3 separate regions of the Mus musculus genome follow, and regions 2 and 3 are each linked to region 1. The links are chromatin contacts, called in public HiChIP or PLAC-seq and promoter capture Hi-C maps. All regions are on one chromosome and are shown on one strand. Each heading gives the region's core, a stretch centred on a gene start, on an enhancer-like site or on the middle of the called end of the contact. The rest is flanking DNA. Distances are from core to core; before and after follow the strand shown. Region 1 has its middle 13 kb from the start of Gm32389. Region 2 overlaps Hook3 (hook microtubule tethering protein 3). Region 3 has its middle 20 kb from the start of Gm31898.

Region 1 (4,045 bases), core at 664-3,163:
GCTACACACTTCTGTTTTGATGTGCACAGGGTTTCTGGTTGATTGTTGTCGTCCTCGGTAGCTTTCGATGTCCAGTTAGCTCCAGGATCAAGAAGGCTGCCTAGCGCCTCCACGTGGGTCCTGTGACAAGCCCAGACCCTTACTTACCCGTCTAAGTGCAGAGGTCCCGCCTTGCCCGGGCTGTTGTGGTCAGCGACTCCCTCTGAATTCTGGACTTCCTTTCTCTCCCAAGCTCACTCATTGCTCCAGTGGCTCTGCCAAGGCTTGGATGGGTTCCTGAGTTTCTGCCTTCCATAAAGTCCTGGCTGAAGAGGACAGCACCCTGGAGACAAAAGGAAGTTAGCTGACAGTCACTCATGCCTTTCTCCAGCCCAACACATTTTGTACCTGGATAAGCCCACTTAGCCACTGGATCTTAAGTTTCAGGATCATGTTCCAGTGAGGCCTTCTCGGACCTTGGATCTAAAGGATTCCTCAGCAACCCCCCCGTATGCCCTACCCAACACAACACCACACCTCTTGCTTACCACTGCCCGACAATTCACGCCTGTACGTTGACTCGCGTGGGTGTCGTCTCCTTACCTGTCAGCTGCATGAAGGGGATCTACAGGCTTATTCAGCTGCATGCTTTGACTGACGTCTCCCCAGAGCCAATCCACTGCTTGGCAGTGAAAAAGGGCTTTGTAAATAGTAGATGGTGCTGATGGTCTCAGGTTCGAGTGTGGACCGGGGGTAACCTCAAAGCTGGCTAGGCAGTTACCCCGTGGCCTGGGAGTATTCTGGAGTTCCTTTATCTCTTCTCAGAGGAAGGGAAGTGGGGGTGAGGGGGGACCCTCCGGTTATAGAGACACGGTTTCTTCCCTGGACCTCAAACCTAGTTTGAAAGGGACATCTATGAGTGCTTTAAAAAAAGAGAGAGAAAGAGAGACAGAATGAATTTTATTGGTTAACTCAGTTAGTCATGAGGCTGGCCTCTGAACAACACAGCTAGGGTCTGTCTCAGAGGGACAAGAAGCCATGTGTGAGTGGTGACACAGACCTGTATTCCTGGCACTTGGGAAACGGGGGTGGGGTGGGGGTGGGATTGCAAGTTTGAAGTAACCTTGGCTTATATAGGGGGATCATGTCAAAAACAAAAGAACAAACAAACAAACAAACAAAACCTAAACCCAAACCCAAACCCAACCAACCAACCAACCGACCAACCAAAACAAAGAGGTTAGCAAGAAAGGGCAAGACAAATTTCTAATCCCAGCTACCTGTAGCCTGTTTGTTTCTGAAGGGTTCTGAGTTTGAAAGTCCCTAAAGAACATCTAGCAGGATTGGGTTGGAGGGACTGGCAAAGGAAGAAGGAAGGGAAGGAGGGAGGAGAGAGAGAGAGAGAGAGAGAGAGAGAGAGAGAGAGAGAGCGCGAGAGGAGAGAGAGAGAACCTTGCAGTTGGCAGGGATGGGTGGGGAGGGCACGGTTTGAAGGATTCATGTGTTCATGGAAGCTCACACTGAGCCTGGCTCTTTAGGAACCTGGGACAGAAGAGCTTTCTGCCGTGTGGTGGTCCCTGGCTTAGCTGGCGGTGCCCCTGGGGGCATTAGAAGTCTTGAGAAGCACTTTTAATAATCCCCATGGACTTGTGGATAGAGGAGTCTTGAGACCAAGATACTAAACCTTCTACCCTCCACAGGGGCCTTCCTGACTTGTGTGGCAGTAGTTGTCCCAACTGAGAAGCACCCACAGATGACAAAAACAAACAAAGAACTCAGCGTTTTATCTTTTGGGGCCTTTTGTCCCCTGAGATCCTTGAGGAGAAAGCAGAAAGGCTCATGCTACCCATGTGGGGCACAGAATACACACAAGGAGTGTATGGGTCACAAGTCCTCCACAGTCTCAGCCCAGCTGTCCCTCAGCCACCCCCACTCCTCCAAGAGGCCCCTGCTCCCTCCAGTTGGCCCCTCAGCTGGGAGGCTAACTTCTTCCATGTGTGGGGGCGGCTCCAGGTAGAACGTGAGGAGCGCGGCAGAGACCGTGGCTGGTGGAAGGATTGAGAGTTGGAGGAAGCGTTCTAAGGGCTGATGGGAAGGGACTTTTGGGGGTAAATGTCTGCGGGGAAAACACTGGGGGAGTCCGAGGCAACATGTTCTGGCCTGTTGGGAGGACGGCTGTTGGCACCAGGAGAAATCCGTCCAGTGAAGCCAGCCCTCATTAATCATCCGGGCGGCGGAACTGCCAGCTCCTTTCAAGAGCTTTCAAGAAGGGTTTTCACCCAAAATAGAGTTGAAAATGTGCTGGGCCCTACTCAGAATCTCATCAGTCTGGGCATTATGGGAAGTGTCAGGCAGGCTGTGACAGACAAGGCCCACTCTGTTCAAGGGGTCCTGACTCCCACAGCCTGTCATATCAAGCGCCTGATCAAATTTGACAGCTTCATTTGTACCTACAGAATAGATAAAAGGGGCTGTTCATTGAAACAAATGGAGGGGAAGGGTTGGGGGGGGGAGGCGAGGGAGCATGCATGTGAGTATGTCTCCGGGGAGGAATGGCTCAGGGGGAGGGGCACAAGGGGGACAGTTACAGCGAGGTCCAAGGGTACAAAGGAATATGCTAAGGACTCCCCAATAGTAGGGAAGGGAGAAACTGAGTCTGAAGTGGGAAGCAGGTGACTAAGGGGGGGGGGCGGATATGTGGGTGAAAGTCCCATCTTGTGGGTGTGGCCCTGGAAGGGCGTCTGAGAATCATCCCTGATGCTCTAACATAGCCAGGGAGGTGGTCCCTGTGAGGATGAGAGTCCAGGGTGGGCAGCTGGGACTTTGAAAGTTGGTTGAGCAAGTGCAGTACTCATTTCAAATCCAAACCCAAAGCAAGGAGCTCCCTTCCCTTCTGCTGAAGCAAGCTGGTCCGACTACTTCCCTGCACTGAGCCTCTGGCCCTCTCTTGTCCACCTGCTGGGTGGCTGCACCTCTTCAGGTGGCCCGGAAACAAAATCAACTGGCTGGCTTTAGGTGGCTTTCTGCTCTTCATACAAGTTAGCCCATCGGAGTATCTAGGCCGGGTATCCCCAGTATCCCTGCACAGTCCTGTTTGGGTCTTGCTCAGGCTGTCTTGTTAGCAAGCGCTCTTCTTTCTCTTCTGGGGATATCTAGGGGTGTTCTGAAGGTCTTGCACTTTTGGGGGGCGGAATCTTCTTTGTTTGCCATTATCATTTGTACTATTTGTGTGAGTTAATATTGTTTTTTTCTCACTGGATCATAGACACTTTGGTGCATGGAGCATGTCCAGTAGTATTTAACACACACATTTAACACACACTGTAGGTTCTCCAGGAATGAGACAAAAAAACAAAAAAAATTTTTTTGAGTTTTATACTAAGGTGTCCAGGCAGGCCTTGAACTTGGAATTCTCAAGTCTCTGCTTCCTGAAGACTGGGCTTTGGTGTGTTGGGCACTGGGCTCCAGAAGTCTTTTGTAGCTGGTGATCAGCATAACACAAGTCTACATTTGGTGTCAGACTTCAGGAGGGGAACCTGTGACCAGGGGCCTAAGGCCTCCTTTTCAACCTTGGTCTTCAGAGGGCAGGGTTAGAGGTAATCATGGCTCCCCTTGCTGCTTCCCCATGGGACATCTTTGTGGATGCAGCCCGTGCTGGCTCTCATACGTAGCTATGAGGCCCTGCTTGCTCGCTTGCTCACTACCTTGACTGATGTAGGCTCCACTTGCATAACAGCACGCCGCAGTCCTGGTGGTGGATACACAGGCATTGTAATCATGATAGGAATCTCATTGTGACTTTAGGCAAAGTGTGTCAAGACTTACTGAAGGCAACCGTAGACATCCGTTGATGAAAATGCCTGTGCCCAGTGCCAGCCCAGTGTCTGATACACACACAGTAAGCATCCAGTTAATGTTATAGGAGAGAAGGGCTCAAGTCTGGTCCCAGCGACCCACTCGATTTCATTTGAACTCCGAGCCCATTCTATTGACAGTACCCATTGGTGACCACTGATGACAGTGACCACCAATCATTATCACTTTGGGCCAACCTTTAGCTGCCTAG
Region 2 (4,045 bases), core at 942-3,441, 920 kb after region 1:
CTGCAAGAAGAAACATTCAGGTAAAAGGCCACTCCTTACAACCTAGTTTTAAAATTTCAAAGCTAAAAATAAAGGGTGCCAGGATGGCTCAGACAGCAAAGGTGCTTGCCACCAAGCCTAACTACCTGTGTTCAGTCCCCAGAACCTTCATGGTAAAAGAAGGGATCCAACTCCAGCAGATATTAGCTAACTCTGACGCACACAGATAGACTTTTATAGGACTTGTGGGTAACTACAGACCCAAGTGGCTGTGTAATAAAACAACATCTTCTCACACGTCATGAAATATCTCCACATCTAGGAAATTCCATCAAAGCTATGTATATAAAACTAAAGACCTAGGGGACCAAAACCCTCTTTTGGCCTCTACAGGCACCAGGCACACAAGTGATACACAGACATGCATGCAGGCAAAGCACCCATACTCATAAAGTTATTTTTTTTAATTAAAAAAATAAAAGGTGAAATTGACACCGACCTCCCAATTTTAAATAATTTTGAGTAAAACAGATTACTCCAGAAGATAAGGTTGGGTTCAGTTTCAGCATTTTGTCACCAACATGGGTTCCAGAGGAAGTAAAAAACTTAAGTGTTACATTTTAAACCATTAAAAATACTGTCAGGAAGTGGAGAGTTAAAAGACAATAATGTCAAATATTTACCAAAAGCAAAAACTATAAAGTCAAAAATTCAATTGAATTATATAAAATTTACAACTCTTTATTAAATACTTATACAAGAAAAATTGAAAGTAAGTAGTCTACATGAAATACATTGGACAGTAGACAGGAGGGCCTTGTAACTCCAAGGAAGGTTGGTGTTTGGTTTTGTGGGTCTAAATACAGCTTTTCTTCATATATATTCTTGTTAAAAATTTGGAAACCTTTGCTCTTTTCTCCTGCTGTGAGAACTTTGTGCATCGATTAAACCTGTTTTCACGGCAGGTAGGACTTGGGTAGAGTTTATGCTTACAGAAGTGAGATACATGCTCAGGAGGAATGGAATTTGTTTTCTTTTCTCCCTAAGGAAAATTATGAGACACTTAATAGTGCTTTTTATCTATTTTGTTTGGCTGCAGACTAGAAGCAGCCAAAGACGATTATCGAATCCGCTGTGAGGAGTTAGAAAAGGAAATCTCTGAGCTTCGGCAGCAGAACGATGAGCTGACCACTTTGGCAGACGAAGCTCAGTCTCTAAAGGATGAAATAGACGTTCTCAGGTAAAGAGTCGCCCTTCGCTGCAATGTTGGATTCCCTGCCACCCCCAGCCTCCCAGACACACACAGATGCAAACACACAATGCTCCATCTCAGAGGTTACAGACGCTGGCATCTCTGAGCACACAGACATGTTTAAAAAGAAAGTGTAAATGAGTATCTAAATGGCTTTATAAGCACTTAAATTAATAGGGAAATAAGTATCAAATAAATGTTAGATTCCCATGGCAGTCACTCCACTGCTGTCTGCACTGGCTCTTCCTTCTTGCTACTCTTCTTTAACTGTGAGCCCTCCTAGCCCTTGGTCTGTGTCATAAAGACTGACTTCATTTCTTTGCTGGCAGTTTTCTCCTTCCTTTCCCGTGTTCTCCGTGTAGGTACTCACTGTTCACCATTCTTTCACAATCTCGTCCTCGTGGGAGCCCTTTTTGTTTAAGAACACTACAGTGTGCAGAGAAACGCACATGCTGTGAATTAGTCCCTTTTCCCGTTAGGGATGTTTTCTCTTACCTCCGGGCTGCTACTCACTAGTCCATAGCCCTGTCTCCCATTTCTCTCGGAGCTGTTAATTTATATTTTTATAATTCTTTTCATCTGTCTGCTACCCACCACACCCAATTGCTTAGACTCACTAGATGGCCTTGCGTCGTCCTCCTGAGGAGGAAGCCATGTATGTTTAAGGAATTTAATGTGTGTTAAGTCCTGGTATCGTCTACTATTTTAACATTGTCTGAAACAGCTCTACAGCTGTGGGCATGCTTCTGACTGAGTTCCCGTCGTTTTAGACACTCTTCTGATAAAGTATCTAAACTAGAAGGCCAAGTCGAATCTTATAAGAAGAAGCTGGAAGACCTTGGAGATTTGAGGCGGCAGGTTAAGCTCTTGGAAGAAAAGAATACGATGTACATGCAGAACACTGTCAGTCTGGAGGAAGAGTTAAGAAAAGCTAATGCCGCCCGGGGACAGCTTGAGACATACAAGAGACAAGTAAGAGAACAGAAGCAGAATTCTTCTTAGTGCTGCCTGGCAAGGGCTGTGTCGCAATGCATGACTTTTTAAACTAGCAATCATGTGCAGGCCTTTCAGTCAAATCGAGTGAATACTCTACCAAGTTTTGTTTTTGTGATTTGCCTTAGTCACTGTAAAGAGACACTATGACCAAGGCAGCTAACAAAAGAGAACATTTCATTGGGGGATTGCTTGCAGTTTCAGAGGCTGAGTCCATGGAGCATGGTGACACACACACACACACACACACACACACACACACACACACACACACGGGCAGACATGAGACGTGATGGTTCTGGAGAAGGAACTGAGAGCTCTGCAACCTGACCTGCAGGCAGCAGGAAGAGAGAGTGACACTGGGCCTGGCTTGAGCTTCTAGAACCTCAAAGCCCACCAGTGACACACTTCCTCCTACAGATTCACACCTCCTAATACTTGTGGTTTCTTCAGAAGTTCTCCTTGATGACCAAGCATTCAAATACATGTGCTGTGGAGGACATTGTTATCCCACTACCATATGATGCTTAGCTGTTTTTATATTTATTTCAGATTTATTACATTTTATTTACTGGTTGCAGGGGGCATAGGTGTGCCTCAGCATGCATATGGAGGTCATAGGACAACCTGCAGGAATCTGTTCCCTCCTGTCCCCTGAGACACTATCACATGTATCCCTGGTGTGTCTGGAACTTAAGAGATCTGCTGACTGCTGCCTCTTAAGTGCTAGGGTTAAAAGTCCTAGCACTTTCTAACAGCCCATACCCAGACTGCTTGGTATTTTCTCCTTGTTCTTCCTTTTCACAGCCAGGCTTTTTTTAAATAAACTCTTCATTCCTGTTAAACTCAAAGCTCTTGGTTCCTCTTGTTGGTACCTCTCATTACCCACAGCATATGCATGCATCTCCCACTGTCATTTTAGCCCCTTCTAAGATGGGCTGTGTAACTGAGTTTTACCATCACTGGTATTTCTTCCTATCTTCCTGTCCATCTCGTTCTTGCAAGGAATGAAAGCCCCTATAGATTCTCTGATAATTATTACCATTTTCTAGATGACTCTAGGAGCCTGTCTTACCTAGACAGGCTTTATTTCCTACTTCTCTCCCTTTTGTTAGAGTGATGAATTATATAAACTTATTCAAGTATGGTGAGGATAGGATCTTCATATACCTGTAGACGAGATTGATGTATTTTCTGAAATCTGTTTTGTTTACATTGGAGGGGGTATGCTGGGTGTTGAGCATATGAGGCCTTTGTACACACTAATAAGCATATACTCTATTGTTAAGCTACATTCCACCACCTTGATCACAATTTCTAATGTTTCAAGTTATAGAAATTATAAAAATTGAAATTATATGTCATTTTTATATTTTGTATCAGGTTGTAGAGCTGCAAAATAGATTATCTGACGAATCAAAGAAAGCAGATAAGTTAGATTTTGAATATAAGCGGCTAAAAGAAAAAGTTGATGGTCTTCAGAAAGAAAAAGATGTAAGTATGTAATAGGCATTCTGTTTCTCAGAGTGCAGAAATTAAGGCTGGAATATACCTCATTTCTGACTACATTAATTCCTTTTCAAATCAACTTTTCTACTTTAAAGTCACAGTTCCCTCTTTTTCCCAGAAATAAAGATTCAAGGAACAGTTTTAGTTCAGTTCTCATTTGTTTAATATACACATATTTTTTTATCATTGCCCCTTACATCTTTTTCCTCTGCCTTTCATGTGTGTAGCTCTTCTGTTTCCCGTGTAATTCCCGTGGAGGATACTGTTCTGCCACTACTTAGCATAGTTTGCTTTTTAGTCTGAGTATTTAGT
Region 3 (4,045 bases), core at 408-2,907, 570 kb after region 1:
GGTGAGTTAGAGACATTGTTTTTGAAGTGTTAAGGAGTGAATGACCTTTTGACCTCTGAACCAGACTCCCCCTACATCTTCTCATCCCTTTGAGACTTAACTCTAAACTATTACCAGGCTTGTGGATACAACAGAAAGAAAGAAGGAAAGGGGGAGATTGGAGGAAGAAGGGGGAGGGGAATGGAGAGGAGGAGGAGCATAGAGAAGGAAGGGGGAGGAGGGAGAAGAACAGGGAACAGTAAAGGAAGGAGAGGGTAAGAGGAAGGGAGAAAGCAGAGGGGTAGAAGAAATTAAAGACAAATCTACTGCTTGGCTTTGCTGTTGCCAGATACAAACTTAACCTAGAGAAGAGACCTGCTCATTTCTGCCTGCAGTGCATAATACCCAGGATGCCCTGATTTTTTTTTGAGTTGTTCATTGTTTGTTTGTTTGTTTTTTACATTCAGAACTTTTTGCTATAATTAGAAATTTCTTCCCTCTATCTACTCAGAGAGGCAAAGTTGAGAGCCAGGAGTACAATAGTGGCTATAAACACTATGAGACAAGAACCACAAAGGGTGTACTGGAGACGAGCCTGTGGGATAGGAGGAATTCCTGGATGCCTAGTCTGCCCTTGGCTCTCCACAGCTGCCCTTCATTTAAGAGGCACCAAAACAGAAACCCGGGGACATAGAAGGATAAACAACTACCGCTGGACTTAATCCATTATCTAATGGGCACCACTGGAGAGCTCTTTCTAATTGGGCCTATTTTAGAGGTTTGATAGAGGAGTCTGTTGACAGAAGCCTAAAGCAGCCATCACTCAAACCTGAACCAAATAAAATAAAAATAGAGAGAAATAAATAAATAAGAGAGATTCAGCCAGAAATAGGGGAATGGAAGGGTTGGAAAAAGAAAAGAAAGAGAGGGAGTTCACATTATCAACCAATAAACCCAATAATCCATTAGCAACCAAGGTTGCTGCATAATATAGTACTTCCCTGGTGCTATAATTTATACTGCAGACTAGAGAATAGACATGGTTATTAGACGGACGGCTACTGGATGACACATGATGCATGACCGTGCGGCATTGATCTTCACACAACAGGAAGGTGTCTAGACCGGGAGATGTATGGTTGTGCGATTCGGAGCGGGGCATATTTCACAGGAGGCCTAATGGAGTGGTGGAGCTGTGATGGATGGGCTCGCCCAGTTTCAGTAGCTGAACAGTTATAGCTGTGCTAATGCCTGACCTCTCCTGAGCCTCTTGTCCTTCATGCAGTCACGGTGACCTCATCTAAAGGGACAGAAAATGAGATGGAGAACTGGGGGAAGATGGAGAGAGGTGAAGCCTTCAAGGGGGTGGAGGAGAGAGGGTTGCTCTGAAGGAGGCAGACAAGGGTCCTATATAGAATGAATTGAGAAAAAGAAGGGAAGAAGGAGGGAGGCAAGAATCAGGTGAAAGGCACCCTAGCTTCCAGATATAAATCAATGTGTTGATAAAACAAAGATAGGGCTCTCCCATGTCTCTCCCAACCCCACCCCAAGTCAGCAGCACTGGGTAGCCCAGGGTTGCAGTTATGAAAAGCCTGGGGCTCTCTCTTCTGTGCAGTAGGTCTCCATCCCCAGAGGAGAGACTCAAGGAAGGGGTGAAGCACTGAGCCAGGTCTTGTGCTAATGGAGTGAGGAGATTCTGTGAGCAGCTTTGAGTAATCCACATCGATTATGCAATAACGCAGAGAGAACCGGTCTTCCTCCCTACACCCGCACTCCGTTAGACGATGCTTAATGCATCCTAATGACACTCTTGATCATTCCTGGGAAAATTAATGATTCATGCTGCAGCCAATCCAGATCCATCCAGCTCCCCCTTCCTCTCCTCCCCTCCTCCCTCCCTCCCTCCTCCCTTCCTGCCACCCTCATAATTTTTTTTTCTCTGTATCAGTGTTGTGAGACAGGCAGGACTCAAATCTTACCTCTTATCTGATAAGTAAAACTAACTAAGCAGAAGGCATGCACTTCTCTCTAGCCTTCATTTCTGCGTCTCCCATCATGTCCATGCCCCTCTTTATTTTGAGTCAATGAGCTAGAGATGCTGCAATGAAACGACTCAGGTAAGCTTCTAACAGAGTCCACTGAGGATCAAAAGCAAGTGTCAGAGTTGCTCGTATATCTTTAGACGTTCCCACGGCCACCCAACCACCCTTCAGACATGGTAAATAATCATCTCTCTCAGTAAAAGAGAAGCCTATTCCTTCTGAAATCCAGTAAGACTTTCCCAGGTTAATATACTACTCTGTGGGTGTTCTCAAATCTAAGAGTCAGTTCAAGTAGCACATAGATGCTTCGCTAGGGTACAAAGGATTTTTCACTGCTAGAAGCTACTGGAACTGTTGGTTTTGTTGTTTGTTTGTTTGTTTGTTTGTTTGTTTCACTTTTAGCCTCTGTGATGATTCTAAAACTTGTAAATAAAATTATGCCAATCCCATGATATGGCTGTTTTCTGAGTCTTTCTTGTTAATGTCATTAAGATGCTCGGCAGTGGGAAATTTGTAAAGAGTATACATTTATTTCCCATAGTTCCCATGGAAGATACAAGGTTCAAGGCCAAGGTGCTGGCAGGTTGACTGTCTGCATCTGTTTTTAAGATGGCATCTTGTTACATCCTCTGAAGGGAACAAAAAAGGAAAGGGACAAAGGTTGCTTAAATCCTGGTTGTGTACCACTTACCTGGTTTTGTTTTGTTTTGGTGTGTGTGTGTGTGTGTGTGTGTGTGTGTTTTCTTTGCCTACAAATATCTGTGTACCTTGTACACACAATGCTCTAGGGGGCCAGAAGAGGACATCAAATCCCCAGGAACTATAGTTACAAACAGTTGTGAGATGTTATGTGAGTGCTGGGAATTGAACCAGGGTCCTCTGAATGAACAGTCAGTGTTCTTAACTAAGGAGCCATCTCTTGGACCCCTTGACAGCTCCTATTTGGAACAAAAGAACCTTTGTGCCTTAATCACTTCTTGATGGTCTCGCCTGAATGCCATTCCATTGTCAGCATCTGGATTTTGAAGTGGACACATTCTGATCACAGCAGCTGTCCTAGGAATCATTAAAGGCATCAGATAGCTGGCAGATATGACAGCTAAGCTATACATACATTTTATAAAGAGCCTGAGATAAGCTGGGCCCTTATAAGAATAAATTAATAAGACAAATGTACAATTTTGGCATCTTAAGAAGGCAAACATTAAACAGAATGCCATAAAATAGATGTATTACAAAAAGCAATTCATACCGTTGGAAGATAGAGCAGAAGAGAAGACCTAGTGTCTGTGCAGCATATCTGCTACTATATTGAATAAGTGATGTGAACGGTTTCATTTAAGCAATAATACAATGAGGTAGTGCGCTGGATAGTTTTATGCCAATGTGACACCGCCTAAAGTCATCCGAGAAGAGGGAACCTCAAGTGAGAAAAAGCCTCCTTAAGATCTGTCTGGAGAGCACTTTTTTTTCCTTTTTCTTTTCCTTTTAACAATCGCTAGAACAAGAACTCTATTAAAATGATGCATAGGATTAAAAGAGGCTAAAGTATCTGCAATGCTTTCCCTAACATCTATTCCAGTCATATCAGACAACAACCTTTTGGTAAAAATTTCCTCAATCTCTTGTTGTAAGTCATAAATCGTTTGAGAAGAATTAGGATGGCCCAACAAATGCATGTCAACCTTTTCCCAATCATACTTGCTAGGGCTGTAATACAGTGAGATAGAGCATTCCGATCACATTTAAATTTTATTTGTTCTTTTGATATCTCTAGCCAGTCTCCAAGCAGTATCACAGCCTATCTCAAACTGGCTATTTCAGTGACTATTTCACTATTTCATTCTGTTGAGCCCAAAGTTCTGCAGAATGTTTATGTGTAGGGAGCATTCTTAATTAGTGATCAGTGGAGGAGAGTCCAGCCCATTGTGGGTGGTGCCATCCCTGGGCTGGTAGTTCTGGGGTCTATAAGAAGCAGGCTGAACAAGCCATGAGGAGCAAGCCAGTAAGCAGCACCCCCCATG

The links. HiChIP or PLAC-seq counts read pairs in DNA pulled down with a chosen protein or histone mark. Capture Hi-C pulls out chosen DNA fragments and counts their contacts.
Region 2: a contact with region 1 is called in a promoter capture Hi-C map of adipose tissue, with 2.5 times the contacts expected there. The contact joins two enhancer-like sites. A contact is called at or near these places in 3 of 39 promoter capture datasets (the 3T3-L1 cell line, the C10 cell line and liver), 1 of 15 datasets of contacts at CTCF or cohesin (large pre-B cells), 1 of 115 datasets of contacts at active chromatin or transcription factors (astrocytes) and 1 of 9 other capture datasets (adipose tissue).
Region 3: an H3K4me3 HiChIP or PLAC-seq map of embryonic basal ganglia shows a contact between it and region 1, with 5 times the contacts expected there. The contact joins two enhancer-like sites. A contact is called at or near these places in 2 of 39 promoter capture datasets (embryonic stem cells and stem cell-derived epiblast-like cells), 1 of 15 datasets of contacts at CTCF or cohesin (large pre-B cells), 1 of 484 Hi-C or Micro-C datasets (bone marrow-derived macrophages), 13 of 115 datasets of contacts at active chromatin or transcription factors (bone marrow-derived dendritic cells, craniofacial prominence, embryonic basal ganglia and 10 more) and 1 of 9 other capture datasets (embryonic stem cells).

Annotation. Positions count from the first base shown.
Region 1 is chr8:26,992,444-26,996,488 of GRCm38.p6, reverse strand. No RefSeq gene overlaps it. Among named protein-coding and RNA genes, the nearest start is that of Gm32389, 13 kb to the left of the region's middle. Within about 2 kb of position 1,913, at least 36 of the 459 cell types and tissues checked have an H3K27ac peak or open chromatin away from gene starts, as enhancers often do. A contact at or near this core is called in adipose tissue and embryonic basal ganglia, where this site is marked.
Region 2 is chr8:26,068,232-26,072,276 of GRCm38.p6, reverse strand. It overlaps Hook3 (hook microtubule tethering protein 3), which reads left to right. Exons shown (of 22, transcript NM_207659.3): 9 at 1-20; 10 at 1,079-1,219; 11 at 2,002-2,203; 12 at 3,608-3,718. Among named protein-coding and RNA genes, the nearest start is that of 1700047A11Rik, 12 kb to the left of the region's middle. Within about 2 kb of position 2,191, at least 2 of the 459 cell types and tissues checked have an H3K27ac peak or open chromatin away from gene starts, as enhancers often do. A contact at or near this core is called in adipose tissue, where this site is marked.
Region 3 is chr8:26,417,838-26,421,882 of GRCm38.p6, reverse strand. No RefSeq gene overlaps it. Among named protein-coding and RNA genes, the nearest start is that of Gm31898, 20 kb to the left of the region's middle. Within about 2 kb of position 1,657, at least 16 of the 459 cell types and tissues checked have an H3K27ac peak or open chromatin away from gene starts, as enhancers often do. A contact at or near this core is called in embryonic basal ganglia, where this site is marked.